Regions from separate parts of the Ovis aries genome. Here region 2 is linked to region 1. Evidence: chromatin contacts called from public Hi-C data. All regions are on one chromosome and are shown on one strand. Each heading gives the region's core, a stretch centred on a gene start, on an enhancer-like site or on the middle of the called end of the contact. The rest is flanking DNA. Distances are from core to core; before and after follow the strand shown.

Region 1 (7,697 bases), core at 2,056-4,555:
GATCTCCTAGAGGATGAAGTGGCAACCCACTCAAGTATTCTTGCCTGGAGAATCCCATGGACAGAGGATCCTGACGGGCTACAGTCCATGGGGTTGCAAAGAGTTGGACATGACTGAGCAACTGAGCACAAGTATGGGAAGTGCTGGGAATAGAACAGTAAAAATAATTCATAATCTTTACCTTCTGTGAGTTTAAATTCCAGCAGATAGTTTAAGATAATTAGAGTTTAAATTTTATTTCATTCCTTACCTTGACAATCCGAAAGAATCCGTTGAAAAATTATTATAAATGCAATTTATAATAGCAATTTTTAAAAAAACAATTCAGTAAGGTGGTTGTTTACAAAATAGGCAAAAATCAATAGCATTCTAATAAGAAAATATAATGGAGGAAAAGATAAAATACATAGGAATAGCCTTAAGAATGTGCAAAATCTATATGAGAGAAACTCTAAAATACTAAAATAACAGCACAGTGTTTATTCAAATCTGAGACGCTGATTAAAAGTTGTACTGATTTTGGTTGTTCTTTTTTTTTTTTAATATAAAACTAACATAAACTGCTGCCCATACCTCTGATGCAACAATTTCTTAGAACTTAGAATTTTATTTTTGTACTTACTAGAATTCTAGTGCGATTACAAAATCAAAAATATAAACAAAATATATCGGTTAAGATATTACAAATCTGATTCTTCACATAGTCTGATTCTTCTGAATCACTTTTTGACTTGCAGTCATCAAAAATCATTATTTTTTCCTGCTCACACAAAATTGTCCTTATTACCATTAAGAGCATTGATACTGTAGTATTTCTTGAAAGAATTTTCTTCCAAATCACTGATACTTTTTCGTTTTGATGCTTGTACTTGCCTGATATTACCAGAAGGTGTCACAGAAAGCTTTCTAACAACACTATGGCTCATATTTATTCCTTGCTGCTGCTGCTGCTGCTAAGTCGCTTCAGTCATGTCCGACTCTATGCAACCCCATAGATGGCAGCTCACCAGGCTCCCCCGTCCCTGGGATTCTCCAGGCAAGAACACTGGAGTGGGTTGCCATTTTCTTCTCCAATGCATGAAAGTGAAAAGTGAATGGTCTCTAAATGGATTGATCATTGAAATGACCACAGATGACCTGTCATGCCACCAGGAGCAGTTACTTTCATGACTGCCACCTGGCTGACAGTGATTAAAAGATGTCCTGGATTATTAGATGCATCCATATTTTAGAAAGGACTAAGTGTGTATTTTAGAGTTAATAAGATATTACATGTAACACAAAGGGATATTCTGTTCTTAGTAGGGAAGACTCTAAAATACAGTGTCATGCTCTTTAAATTTTAACCCACAAAATTAATGTGATCTGCCCCTCACCAAAAAAAATGCCAGCAACCGATGCCAAAGTTTACATCGCCCAGCAGTTTCACTTCTAAACATTAATTTGCAATGTCAAATAGTATATGTCCAGAGTTGTTTGATGCCCTGTTTCTTTATAATAGCAAAAGATTGAAAACAACAAAAATGTCTTTTCTTATAGGACTGGATAAATTATGGTGCCTTGATACAATGGAATATTTTTCACCCATTAAAAAGAAGGAAGTGACTTTATTATATATCAAAATGGAACAAGTCTTCAACTTATTTTGTTAAATGAAAAAAGTGAAGTGCAGAGCAGTCAGTGTATATAGTATACTGCCATTTGGGTAAAGACATTAATAAGTTATATATAATGCAAATATGTATAAATGAGTCCAGGGGAGTAAATAGGAAACTGTAAGAGTGTTGTCTCCTCAGAAAGAAACTGAGTGCCTTAAGTGGGACATGTGGCAGTTACTGTTAGGTAAATACCCGACTATTCAACAACCCCATCTATTCCTTGAACTTCTGTTTTCCAGTTTTCTCAAACTCTGTTTCCTCTTCTATTTCTCCCAGGATCTAGGGCTTTCTTACTCATCTCTTTGTGCCAGTTTTTCTCAGGGAATTCACTCAAAAATCCCCTCTAGACAATGCTTTGTAAATTATACTTTTTCTTCCTCCCCTTATTCACTATCACTTATCTATCCTATTCGGGCACAGCTCTATTGTCTGTTTAACGTGATGATGGCAAAAAATGCTGATTTTGTTAAGGCTCTAAGCAGTTTCCAATCCAGGAGATGAAAGAGGATTGGTTTAAACTATTCTTGATAATCCTGTTTCCATTTTCCAGATACTTAATTTTTTAGACTTTTTTAGCAGCTTGAGCAGTATGAAATTTATCACATGAGACATGTAGTGGCCATCAGAGAAGACAATGAAATGAATCTTATAATTTTCACTTGTATGTTTCAGTATCAGTGAATAGAAGGACTAATGAATGCTGATTAAATGCTCAGAACTCTCTTGAAACCTCTGAATTCTATGATAAATAATTGACCACTGTGACGATAGAACATAGGTCATTAAAGTGCATTCTACTGCAATAGGTTGGCAGGAGTTCAAACAGTTCTCTGAGTATTTAACCATTTAGATTAAGTGGAAGTATGTTTTCTATAATGAAATTTGTCAAAATAAGAGGGAATCAACTATTTTCAATCATAGGATAACTGTCTAGGTAAGCATGTTTTAAGGAAGGCAAATTTTTATAGGAGTTTAGCAGTATTGAATGCTAATTTTCTTGTGGAATAATTTCAGGAACTTATTTGATGAGGGAAAAAAACAGGAATATCTTAAAATATTGTTATTTCTACTAAAATGTGGGTTATTTCATTTTATATACATAAATCTCAGATATACTGTATTTTTTAATTTATTAACTTTGAAAAAATTAGTGTTAATTTAGCCTTATCTTCACATGTTTGTGAAATGATGAAGTATCATTTATACTTTTTTCTAGTATCAGTTCAGTTCAGTTCAGTCGCTCAGTTGTGTCCAACTCTTTGCGACCCCATGAATCACAGCACGCCAGGCCTCCCTGTCCATCACCAGCTCCCGGAGTTCACTCAGACTCACGTCCATCAAGTCAGTGATGCCACCCAGCCATCTCGTCCTCTGTCGTCCCCTTCTCCTCCTGCCCCCAATCCCTCCCAGCATCAGTCTTTTCCAGTGAGTCAACTCTCCGCATGAGGTGGCCAAAGTACACATTGCAGTAAATACAAAGGAGTTAAAATAGCATTTATCCTTGTGCTACCTAAAATCATCTTTCATATAGCGGCATTTTGGGAAACTGTCTTCAGCTGTTAGAATATAAAAAATAACATTTGATACTTTAAGATTGCTTATTCTTAGTTTAATTTGTGGTTGACTCTGTCTCTTCCACTAGGTGGCACTCAAAATCATGTTCCAGTTCAAAACAGAAAAATTTTAAGAAATGTTTGGGACTGAAAATGTGTTGGACCTGCTTATCATTTTGGTGGACTGGGGATCTGATTAGACTTAGGTAGATGAAGGAGCTTGTCGCTGTAGAGGAACCATACATGTCACAAGCATTTGGATCATTTGGAGAATTTTTGCAAATTACACAAATCTACATTTCTCTCTGCATGCCTCCCCTCACCTCCCTTATTAGTTTTTCTTCTGGTTTGGGGTGAAGAATGTGGATAGGGGGACAGAGAGGTTTAGAAATCTCTTATACTGTATTTGATATATGCCATTGGCAGTCACTGGCCTTAAGAGTTTGTTTTGCTGCTTTTCCCAGACTTTCTGGTAACCAGATATTAGAGCTGGTATTCAGGATTGCTTCATGCTCTGCAGCTGCTCTGGGATTATAACCTTTGGGAGTTGACCCTCCCAGCCAGCCTGAAACCAAATTGGGATTTGAACTTCCCTTTTTCAGTTTTCTCAAACTCTTGTTTCCTTTTCCATTTCTCCCAGGACCTAGGGCTTTCTTACTCATCTCTGTGTGCCCAGTTTTTCTCAGGGAATTCACTCAAAAATTCCCTCTAGACAATACTTTGTAAATTATACCTTTTTCCCTCCCCTTATTGATTAATGCTTTTCTATCCTATTGGTGCCAGCTCTGTTGTCTGTTTAATGTTATGATGGCAAGCAATATGATGCGTCAAAGACCCAGTCTATTACTTTTTCATGACTATTTGCATTTTAATAAGGAGAATTCTAGAAATATAAAAGCCTAACCTAATCACTTTCATGCATTGGAGAAGTAAATGGCAACCCACTCCAGTGTTCTTGCCTGGAGAATCCCAGAGACGGGAGAGCCTGGTGGGCTACTGTCTCTAGGGTCTCACAGCGTCGGACACGACTGAAGCGACTTAGCAGCAGCAGCAGCAGCAACCTAAGGATTAGATTTTTCTAATAACATTTTAGGTACTCTGGTAAGCCAGTGAGGTAGCAGTAGATACTTAAAATAGGCAGTATTCTGGGTGCCCTTCAAAGATACCAAGCATGCTTATGGCCCTTATTTTTTTAAAGTGTTTATTTGTCTGCCCATGTGCAAACTGGCCTCTCTCGCTTTCATCTGTCATTAATACTGTCACTAAATAGCAACCTGAATTGACTCTTTGTTATCTGTGGTCCCAGAGAGAGAGAGCAAGTGAGTGAGAGCGAGCAAGCACATAACAAAGTGAAGAGTTTACCTATTAACGTGTCCTAGGCCAACAACAGTGATTGGAAGTGATTATTTGATTATTGAGGCTCAGTTGTTTCATAGTTGGGGATTTATACAGATCTAGTAAAGTAGTGTTTCCAGGAGTGTTGGTTTCCAGAGCTGTGTAATTGGATTTTGAGGACCTTGCCATCTATGTTAAATAGGCAGGACCAGGGCCCTTGACCATGTATCAGTGCCCTGGAGCTGAGGACCAGTTTTCTGGTTGTATGTTTTATCTTTTGTTCCCTTCCCTCTCCTTCCTCCTTTCTCCTTTCTTCTTGCCTCTCTTCTTTTCTCTCCCTCTTTTGTCTTCTTCTCTCCCCTCTCTTCTCCCTACTTTCCACCATTATTTTTCTCCAGTGGAACTCTTTTTGCTAAATGCTTAAAGAGGGCAATCTTGGCCTTGGGTTTAGAGATGCTTTAAGTCTAACTATGGACTTTGTTAGAATGGTATCTTATTTCAAGTTTCATTGGAACTTTTTTTTTTTTTTTTAAGAAATTATAATTGTTTTATTGAGAAAAACCATCCATTTCAAATTACTAAAAAATTCCCACTGATTTCTACCCTGCAACCTGGCTTCCTCAAAAAGATAAAGACATTTTCTTATTACTCTTTGGCTGCTACATCTGTTACTTTCTGTCATTCCTTCCCCTGAAGTCATTCTCTCCTTCCTCCACATGGTCTTCATTCTCCCCTTTCACTGGTCAAAGTGTAATATTAATTGAATCATGAAACTGTCATTCACTGATTTCTATGACTCTCTTTAAACTCACCAGTGGATCTCAAGTCTCAGAAAGAGGTTTTCAGGCGTAAGGTTTTTACTACAAAAAAAAAAACAACAACAACAACAGAAAAAAAAATATTTCTTGTAGTTCAAAACTTTTGCTCTAAGATGAACATGACTAGTAGCATGAATTCTTGAACTTTGCTCTTTTTTCAAGTTTGTCTTGGCTATATAAGTAGCCATTTGCATATGTTTATATATTTTATTTTTTTTTTTTTATAATGCTTTATAAATACAACTTATTTATTAGTGAAATTGTTATATTTGCAACTGGCCTTTTATTTTCCAGCTCTTTTAGTGTGATGAACAGCCAGGAAGATTTTTAATTTTCTTATTTTGATTTCATTGTAATTTCCCATTACATTATGCTTTATGTTATTTAATTTTTTAAGTTAAGGTGATTTATGTAATTGAATTCGGCTTTTTTTTCAGTGTTTTTTTTTTTTTTTTTTTACAAATTCTTTTTTTTTTTTTTGTTGAGTACAATTTATTTATTTTAACTTGATTTTTAGGAAATGCATTTAAGGCTACCAATTTCCCTCTAAATACTACTATAACTGCATTTTGAAAGATTTGATTAGTAGCATTTCCATTTTTCAATTCTAAATAAGTGTCATTTCCCCTTTAACCATGAGTTATTTGAAAATAAAACTTTAAGTTCTCAAATAAGAATTAAAAACACGTTGTTTAACGCATGTAAGAATTAAAGATATTAAAATTTAAAAAAAACACGTTGTTTTAGTTATTGGTTTTAAATGTAATTGTATTGTACTTCTTAGAGACAGTGACTAGTATAACAGATTACTTGAACTATCTTAAGATTTTCTTTTTTTTCTTTTTTTTTTTTGTCTTTTATTTTATTTTTTTATTTTATTTTTTTTTTTTAAATTTTAAAATCTTTAATTCTTACATGCATTCCCAAACATGAACCCCCCTCCCACCTCCCTCCCCATAACATCTTTCTGGGTCATCCCCATGCACCAGCCCCAAGCATGCTGCATCCTGTGTCAGACATAGACTGGCGATTCAATTCACATGATAGTATACATGTTAGAATGTCATTCTCCCAAATCATCCCACCCTCTCCCTCTCCCTCTGAGTCCAAAAGTCCGTTATACACATCTGTGTCTCTTTCCCTGTCTTGCATACAGGGTCGTCATTGCCATCTTCCTAAATTCCATTTATATGTGTTAGTATACTGTATTGGTGTTTTTCTTTCTGGCTTACTTCACTCTGTATAATCGGCTCCAGTTTCATCCATCTCATCAGAACTGATTCAAATGAATTCTTTTTAACTGCTGAGTAATACTCCATTGTGTATATGTACCACAGCTTTCTTATCCATTCATCTGCTGATGGACATTACTTCTGCCAGTCTTTCCAGATGTCTTTGTTTGCTTAACTATTCTTTTGCATTTATATCTGCTTTCCTGAGGTGCTTCTATTTCTTTCCCTAGATCTGTCTGTCTTATCTGATTTTGCTGTATCTTCCCTTGCCTGCAAACTAGTTCTTTATTTTCTTCCCTTTCTTTCTCCCTCATTAACATTATTTGGACAAATCTGAAGAAAGAGGGAGCTTAATAATGGAGTGTGACTGGTGCTTGTTAGGGCCAGTCAATCAAGTGTGTTTTGTTGGGAGGAAAGGGTATGAAGAGTTGGCCTAGCATTTTTCTCTGTCTACTCAGTTCTACTTAGTGTTGTAACACCTCCAAGTATATAGTTGAAAAGGATTTTAGTGTGTCAACCAAAAAAAAAATGTAGTGGGCTACAAAAAAGAAAAGAGTTTATGGCGGGGGGTGGTTTCTTAAAACTATAATTCAGGAGACACAGATTTGGGTAATCCTGAAAGAGTGTTCTGAGAAAAAGAGTCAGGGGCTTATAAAGACAGAAAGCCATGAGATTGTTAAAACTAGCCTGGAAAGAACTGATATCCTTAAGGATATCACGAGTTGTTATAGGATAGGGATCCTAGATGTAAATTACTGGTTATTTTAGGGTAAGGGTCTGATAAGTATCTTGAGTTTCTGGCAGATGTTCTAAATAACTTGCTTATCAGGTCAAAAGGTCAGACTCCATCCAGGCTGAGACATGCATAACTCATACTTCCTTAATGGCTTCCTGGCTGGCTTTCAGAAAACTCTCAGCAATACCAACTCCATTTGGATTTTCCTTTCATAAGTAATTATATCATTACTGAAAAAGCGATGAAACCCATTGCAAACTCATTCAATTTTCTTATTAAAGAAAATTAAAACTCCTTTTAACAAACAGACAAAATCAAATATTTTAAATTGGAGGCTCATGAAATTTAGGGATCTTGTCAAAATC
Region 2 (7,697 bases), core at 2,791-5,290, 100 kb after region 1:
AGTAGTTTGAAAATAACAAGAGAGAGTACATTAAAACAACGTTAGTATAATAAGTTATAACCTGGTCACAATATGCCATTAAGTCCACAGGGCAGGCAACTGGAGAAGCCAAGTTCTGGAATGATCAGGTAGAGATAAAAAGATAAATCATCTTTTTTATAAAGGTATACTTCATCAATTTTTTGTTGGTCATAATTCGTGTAAGAGGAAAGGTTTTCTAGGAAACAAAAATTAAAAGACAGTGTATTTCAGAAAAAAAGTCATAAAATTATAAACCATGTGTATCAGTTCATTCAGTCCTAAGTAATAAATTGCTGTTGATCTGGATGAAGTCATCAGATTTTCCATTAGAGTTTTTTTAAATATATTTATTTATTTTATTATTTGGCTGCATCAGGTCTTAGTTGCAGCATGGGGAATCTAGTTCCCTGACCAGGGATTGAATCCAGGCCCTCAGCATAGAGAGCAGTGTCTTAGCCGCTGGGCCACCAAAGAAGTCCTGCCATTAGAGCTTTGTAATTTCTTACCCAGTTCAGTGGTATGATCTAAAAAGTTATCAGAAACATAATTGTCAAAAAGTCCTTTTTATGAATCTTCTTGAAGATCTTCATTTTATAAGAGCATCAGAGTAAAACAGTGATTATAAACAACAAGACTTAAAATTGCATGGTTAAAGATTTGATTACAATGCAATTGACAAGGAATTTGGATATTTCTATGACACACAACATTTTAAGGTAATAAGTAGAATTATGCCTGATAACATTATACCAGGACATATCAGACTTTTAGGAATGCCTTCTAAAGTTTGTAATATATTAAAGACATCTAACCTAAGAAGTTTTTTATCACAATTTATTTGACAATGTTTTCATGTAATTTAACAAAAATAATCCTGGTTAATTTAATATGTCTCTTGAGATGTTTCAGGGGCCCTTTGGAGTATCCCAAAGTTAGCTGGAGGTCAAAAGAACTTTATTTAGAATTTTACTAGAGGAAGTTTGTCAAAGATATCAAAAGGTTTTAAAACACCTGGTTAAACAGGATTTTATTCAACTAAAGTGACAATAAAAGGTTTTTAAGGCCTTTCCATTGGCTCTAGTGGTAAAGAACCCACCTGCCAATGCAGGAGATGTAAGAAACTCAGGTTTGATCCCTGGGTCAGAAAGACCCCCTGGAGAAGAGCACAGCAACCCACTCCATTCTTGCCCGGAGAATCCCATGGACAGAAGAGCCTGGCCGTATACCGTCCATGGGATCGCAGAGAGTTGGACACAACTGAACCGACTTAGCACGCATGCATACACAGCAAAAACAGATCATTTAGAAAGCAAATGAATTCACAATTTGTTATCAAAAGTAGCTCAGCATTCCAAGAAACTTTGTGCCCTTAACAGGGGGAAAGATAACCCTTGTGGGCTTGTGATCAGTGGCTCCCAGAATTTAGGATTTCATGACATTCTCCCCTCACCCCCTGCCCAGTGAAGGAGAGACACCAGCAAATGATTGACATCTTTTAATTCTGGCAAATGAGCATATTGTTTAAAACGTAGTATCTTCTATCAATCCTATTTTGTAAAAGCATGAGCATTTAAACATTTTATTTTATTTATTTATTTTTAAAACATTTTATTTTCTTTATTTTTAAAACAATTTTTTATAATTAAAAGACAAAACCTAAGAACAACGACAATCTTTTCATTGTAGACAAAGAATGTTACTTGCCATATCAGCAAATAACGGTTGTTTCCGTGATCAAGCCGTCAGCCATTGCCACTGGTATGATAACTTGGTATGTTATTTTCATTTGATAAAATAAAGGTAAATGAGATAAGAGTTTTCAGGTGACTTCCTTAGGAGTAATTATGTTTTAGATATGTCTATCTAAAATAGTTTCTCCAGATTTTTGGTAACTTGAAACTTTAGAGTTTTGCTAAAATTAAATTAAATAAAGAGAATTCATGGGATAGCCAGGTGATTTCAAATAAGGTAACATCCTGGAACATTAATTGCTAAACAGGTCTACTTTTGTGTTCTTACAAGAGAAAAACTAAAGATGTTTGGGGTTTATTAGACATGTGTCTGGCACCACATTGAGAAAAGAAACTATGCTACCAGACAATGTAAGTTTCTAGAGGTTATTTTGCCAACCAGGAAATGTTGGTATGACAAACAGTTCACAGTTACTTGCTGCTTGTTGGTTTTAACTAGAGAGTTTTTAATGGTTAAAGTTGTAATATGTAATTAAAGCTACTAGAAATAATAAAGGAAACATGTCAGTACGCAAGGTAAGTAGGATGTGTGTTTTCAATAAGAGAAGGTATGAGAGATAGAAATACATTTTCTTAAAGGGAAAGAGTGACTTTGTCTTAGAGCTGGTTTTCTAAATGGAACAGAAAAATAAGCGATAAGCTAACACAGACACAGAAAACTGTGGAAGCTCTGTGGAAAGGGAGCCCTGAGAAAATAATTTTGTACACTTCAGCCTGGGATTGGATTAAACTTAAATAGGTAAATAAATTTTGTTATTGAGAGTGGGCCAGTGCAGGACTGGATTTCGGTTCACTTTCCCTCTGTTAAGAGCACAAAGTTTTCTTGGAATGCTGAGCTACTTTTGATAACAAATTGTGAATTCATTTGCCTTCTAAATGATCTGTATTTGCCATGCGTGCATGCGTGCTTAGTCGATTCAGTCGTGTCCAACTTTGTGATCCCATGGACTGTACACTGCCAGGCTCTTCTGTCCATTGCTGTGCCCTTCTCCAGGGGATTTTTTTGACCGAGGGATCAAACCTGAGTCTCTTACATCTCTTGCATTGGCAGGCGGGTTCTTTACCACAAGCTCCAATGGAAAGCCCTTAAAAACCTTTTATTGTCACTTTGGTTGAATAAATATTGTTTCACCGTGACCTATGATTTACACATTTACATATAAAGATTCTAGCATGGATTTGCCAGCTAGATTCTAGCATGGACAATCAGAGACATTACTCCTCAAATTCTTAGACAAACTGTCCGTCTTGAAAAGTACTCTTGTTTTCTCTAATGTAGTACTTTCATAGTATGTATCTAATCCAGGTGGCAATATGATGAAAGAATCCTTAGACAAGGGAGTTAGAAGACCATACCTGTGTGGCCATTCTTGAACTGAGATTTCAGATACAATAGTTTGCTAGGGGTGCTCTAAAAGAGTAGCACGAACTGAGCTTAAAGAACAAAAAGTTATTGTCTCCCAGTTCTGGAGGCTAGAAATCCCAAAATCAAAGTGTTGGCAAGGCTGTTGCCTTCTGAAGGCTGTGAGATGAGATCTGTTCCCTGCCCCTCTCCTTGGCTTGCAGACTTCATGTTCACAGAACATTCTCCCTGTATACATCAAACTTCTCCTCCTTATAAGAACACCATTCATATTGGATTATACCCACCCCAATTACCTCACTTTAACTTGTATATCTGTAAAGATTTTATCTGCAAATAAGGTTACTTTCTGAGATCCTGAGAGTTAAGGCTTCAATACATGAACTTTGAGGAGACACAATTCAACCCTTAACACCCAGCAACCTCTCTGGCTTCAGTTTCTCATACTCAGAGGAGACTGTTGGCCTTAATGCTCCTTAAGCATTCTTTCAATCTCAGCTTTCCAAGATTCGCTCAGCCCTTTTGAAGTGGCCAAGTCTGGTCCCCTTATTCATAGGACTATAAATATAAAAATTTTCCTGACCCAAGCCTGCCAGCCAGTCCTGAAGGGTGGGAAATGAGTAGGGAAATGCTACAAGGGTGGGGTTTTCCTTTAACCTTTTGTTATTTGCAGGAGTTCTGTAATCAGATAAACTTTCAGGGTGTGGTGAACCGGGGGTCCTGACATCCCAAAGGCAAATAAGCAAACTCCAGTGACATTTGTTCTTTTCCAAACCCCGAGGTTTTCTGTGCTCCAATTATAGATGACAAAACTGTTCCAGGAGAGTTGCAGTGTTTTGTTCTCCACGCCAATTCATTAGCAGCAGAACGGCTGCCGGGCTGTAATCCAACCTGGCTGACATCAGTTCCCCAGTAAAAGGACAGAGCTGGAGCTGGGTCTGTGCAGCCAACAGGGATCAGGAGGGCTCGGCTGTACTGACACGTTAGCAAAAAAGAAAAAAAAGAAAGAGGAAGGAAAGAAGAAAGAAAGGATAGAAGGGGATAAGAAAGTTGCAAAAGTTTAGAGAATGAAGAGGCCACCTAGGTTCCTCAAGGGACTCAGACAGAAAAGCAGGAGGGAGGCGGCACTAGGCATGGTGATAACCCAAATTAAGGTCTGGCCAGCATCATCTTCAGTATTTAGAAAAATTGGGGTGTGCTTAACCTATAAATAAAAGCCATGGATTTTAGAAACCTAAACTAGGAGCATGTGTGCAAAAAAGAAACCTATATAAGGAAGTTGAGCTGAACTGTAGTTATGGGAGGCCCAGTAACAGCCCACTTCCTTTCTCTGTGCCTTTTTTATTCATCTCTAAATGTGGTGATGGTAATACAATTGCACTCTTCTCATCTTAAAAATACTTTCCTTCTGAATCACCTGACAAGTCTTTTTTTTCCCTACACAGCACTTACTTCCATTAAGGGATCTTCCAGAGCCCCTGTATCAGTCTAGCAGGTCTCGTTGGAAGCTTCCAGCTCTTCAGATGCTGAACGCAGTCCATGGCTCAGTCACCGACCCCTCACTATTTTCCTTTCATAATAAAGTGTCGAATTTTTATGTTTAAGCTATGTTTTATTAGGAGCTTCCTGAGCTTTCTTTCCATGGAATTTCTGTTTCCACTTCTGGACTTCCCTCCCAGCTTTATGATATTAGAGAGTGAGCTTGCATGCCACTTTATAATGTTTGAAAAGCCTGGATATTGTATGAGTGTGTCCACATCTCGCCTTCTGTTTCTGCCATGAGTAACCGGGCACGAAAGGGGAAAAAATCATCTTTGTGGCCCGACTTCCCAGCTTCTCAGAGGCAGATCATGTGCCTGATGGGATAGGCATGTTCCTGGCTACGCAGTAGCTGAACAAAACCAGGACACCAATGAGCTCATCATAAAAGAAAAATCTGGAGTTAGGTGAATTGAGGGTGAATTATAACACATTTCAACAACTTACTGTGGCTCAACTCCATTTTCCAACTCAGTTACCCTCAATGTATGTCTCTCAAAATTCTATATTCTGCTGCTGCTGCTGCTGCTGCTAAGTCACTTCAGTCGTGTCTGACTCTGTGCAACCCCGTAGACGGCAGCCCACCAGGCTCCCCCATCCCTGGGATTCTCCAGGCAAGAATACTGAAGTGGGTTCCCATTTCCTTCTCCAATGCATGAAAGTGAAAAGTGAAAGTGAAGTTGCTCAGTCGTATCCGACTCTTAGTGACCCCACGGACTGCAGCCTACCAGGCACCTCCGTCCATGGGATTTTCCAGGCATGAGAACTGGAGTGGAGTGCCATTGCCTTTTCCGCTATATTCTGCTATCTCTCCCCATCTATATCCTCAGATACCGACTCTTATATCCTCCCAATTAAATGGAACTCTTGGATACTAAATTTGACTTTGCTTCTTTGGAAATTATATCTAAATTTAGTTAGTCATCCATTCATTCAATAGCAAGGGTTGGGTGTCTCTCATCCATCAAGCATGTTGCTCAGTCATGGGATGCATAGAATAATAGGAAAGGCTACCTGTCTTGGAGGAACCCCTAGTTCCAGGTCTCCTCCAATCCATGTGAGCTCTGGGGTTGGGTTTCGACTTTGACTTTTGGAACTTATAGTACCCCTGCTTCCTTTCCAAGGAGGAACTTGGTTTCCTTGCTAACGGCAGAACATTAATATCTGCCAAATCCCTGAACTCAGCCAGACGTCTGGTCTCAACTTCTCCTGGTTCATCTTGTCTCTGAAGCCCATCACAGCAACCTGGAGTTTCCACTTAGGTACAGAAGTTTTGTCCACATATCAAAGTTTAGATCCAGAGCCTTTGGACCTATGGGACCTCTAAAATATTGCTTCTGTGGGATCTCAGCCCCGTTTGTTTCCTCAGCCTGAGTACCACTGGGCTATGACAGAGTTCTAAGAGCCCAGGATATCCAAGAACTCATCTGTGACAAATGAAAGTGGGAGCCAAAGAAAATTCAAGCTGTTTCCATTTAGAACTGATCCAACTGGGCTGAGTAGTCAGAGTGGTATCTGGTGGCAGTAACCTTGCCAGGCCCTTGGGGGCCCAGGTCTGCCCTGCACACAAGCTCCTCAGCCATTCTCGCTGCATCGCCTCTGGGGGGGACGGTGGTTTCTGTGTAGTGATGTACAGAAGACAGCAAGTGGACGCTGGGCACAGCCTACGCCTAAGAGGCAGTCAGACCTAGAGGGCATTACTGCCAAAAATGCTGCATGTGCAACAGTGCAGAAGATGGAAAAAGACCCTTGTGGCCCCACTGAATCTAACCAGAAAGAGACACTCAGACATCCAGACTGTGGACATTCTACAAAACAATTGTCCTGAACTCTTCAAAAATATCAAAGTCAAGACACGCTATTAGGTAAAAAATAAATAATAAGAACCTGCTGTATACCACAGGGAACTCTTCTCAATATGCTGTGCTGACTTATATGGGGAAAGAATCTTAAAAAGAGTAGATATGTCTATATATGTAAACAATTCATTTCGCTATACACCTGAAACTTACACAACATCGTAAATCAACTATACTAAAAAAAATCCCTTTTTTTAAAGAAAGAGTTTTAAAAAGAGAGGGCTGTTCTAGACTAAAGAAAATTAAAGAAACATGATAGCTAAATGCAATGTGTGATCCTTAATTGGATCCTGAATTGAAAAAAATATATAGCCATAAAGGATATTATCAAGATAATTATGTGGGACTTCCTTGGTGGTCCAGTAGTTAAGATTCTGAACATCCACTACAGGGGGCGTGGGTTCAGTCTGATGTTGGGGAACTAAGATCCCACAGGCCATTGGTGTGCTGCCAAAAGAAAAAGACAACTGTGTGTGTCTGTGTGTACGGGAAGATGAAGAAAGAGAAGCAAGTGTGGCAAAGTCCTAACAATTAGTAAATCTAAATGAAAGGTATATAACTATTCGTTGTACGGTTGCCTCAACGTTTTTATAGGGTTGAGGAGAGGCAGTGAGAGAAGATGGCATGAGTAGATTGGCAGGAGCCAGGGCAGGCACAGCAGCCAAGCTAGCGCTGAAGCAAGCCCTTGTCCCAGTGAAAAAGCTGGGGAGGCTCAAGAGGGAGGGGACATATGTATAATACCTATGGCTGATCCGTGTTGATGCATGACAGAAACCAACACAATATTGTAATTATCCTTCAATTAAAAATATTTTTAATGCAAAAATTAAAAAACAATAACAAAATCAGAGACCAGGCAAAAGATTAGGCGGGCAGACTGACCATAATCACAGGGAACCTACAGCTTAGGGCACACCTGGGTCAGTCCCACCATCTGGGGGCCAGATGTGGGTGCAGCAGGCAAATTCCAGGCCCACTAATAACAAAGAGCTTCCAGTAATGCCACGTGTAGCCTTTGGAAGCTCAGGACAGGGAATGCTGAATGATCAAGTGCTTGGCCCTTGTTCCAGAGGCCAGACAGAATTGAAGCCAGCAGGAACTGCCATGTCTGCCTGTTGCTAGCTCAAGAGCCCAAAAGCCTGAGGAAGGGGTAAGGGCTCCTTA

What was found. A called contact is a pair of places that touch in the nucleus more often than the background predicts.
Region 2: a contact with region 1 is called in a Hi-C map of liver, with 3 times the contacts expected there. The contact joins two enhancer-like sites. A contact is called at or near these places in 5 of 16 Hi-C or Micro-C datasets (liver, mixed tissues, muscle and 1 more).

Annotation. Positions count from the first base shown.
Region 1 is chr16:23,647,281-23,654,977 of ARS-UI_Ramb_v3.0, forward strand. The region is part of intron 2 of SLC38A9 (solute carrier family 38 member 9); the gene reads left to right. Among named protein-coding and RNA genes, the nearest start is that of SLC38A9, 17 kb to the left of the region's middle. Within about 2 kb of position 3,306, at least 3 of the 54 cell types and tissues checked have an H3K27ac peak or open chromatin away from gene starts, as enhancers often do. A contact at or near this core is called in liver, where this site is marked.
Region 2 is chr16:23,750,466-23,758,162 of ARS-UI_Ramb_v3.0, forward strand. No RefSeq gene overlaps it. Among named protein-coding and RNA genes, the nearest start is that of PLPP1, 61 kb to the right of the region's middle. Within about 2 kb of position 4,041, at least 20 of the 54 cell types and tissues checked have an H3K27ac peak or open chromatin away from gene starts, as enhancers often do. A contact at or near this core is called in liver, where this site is marked.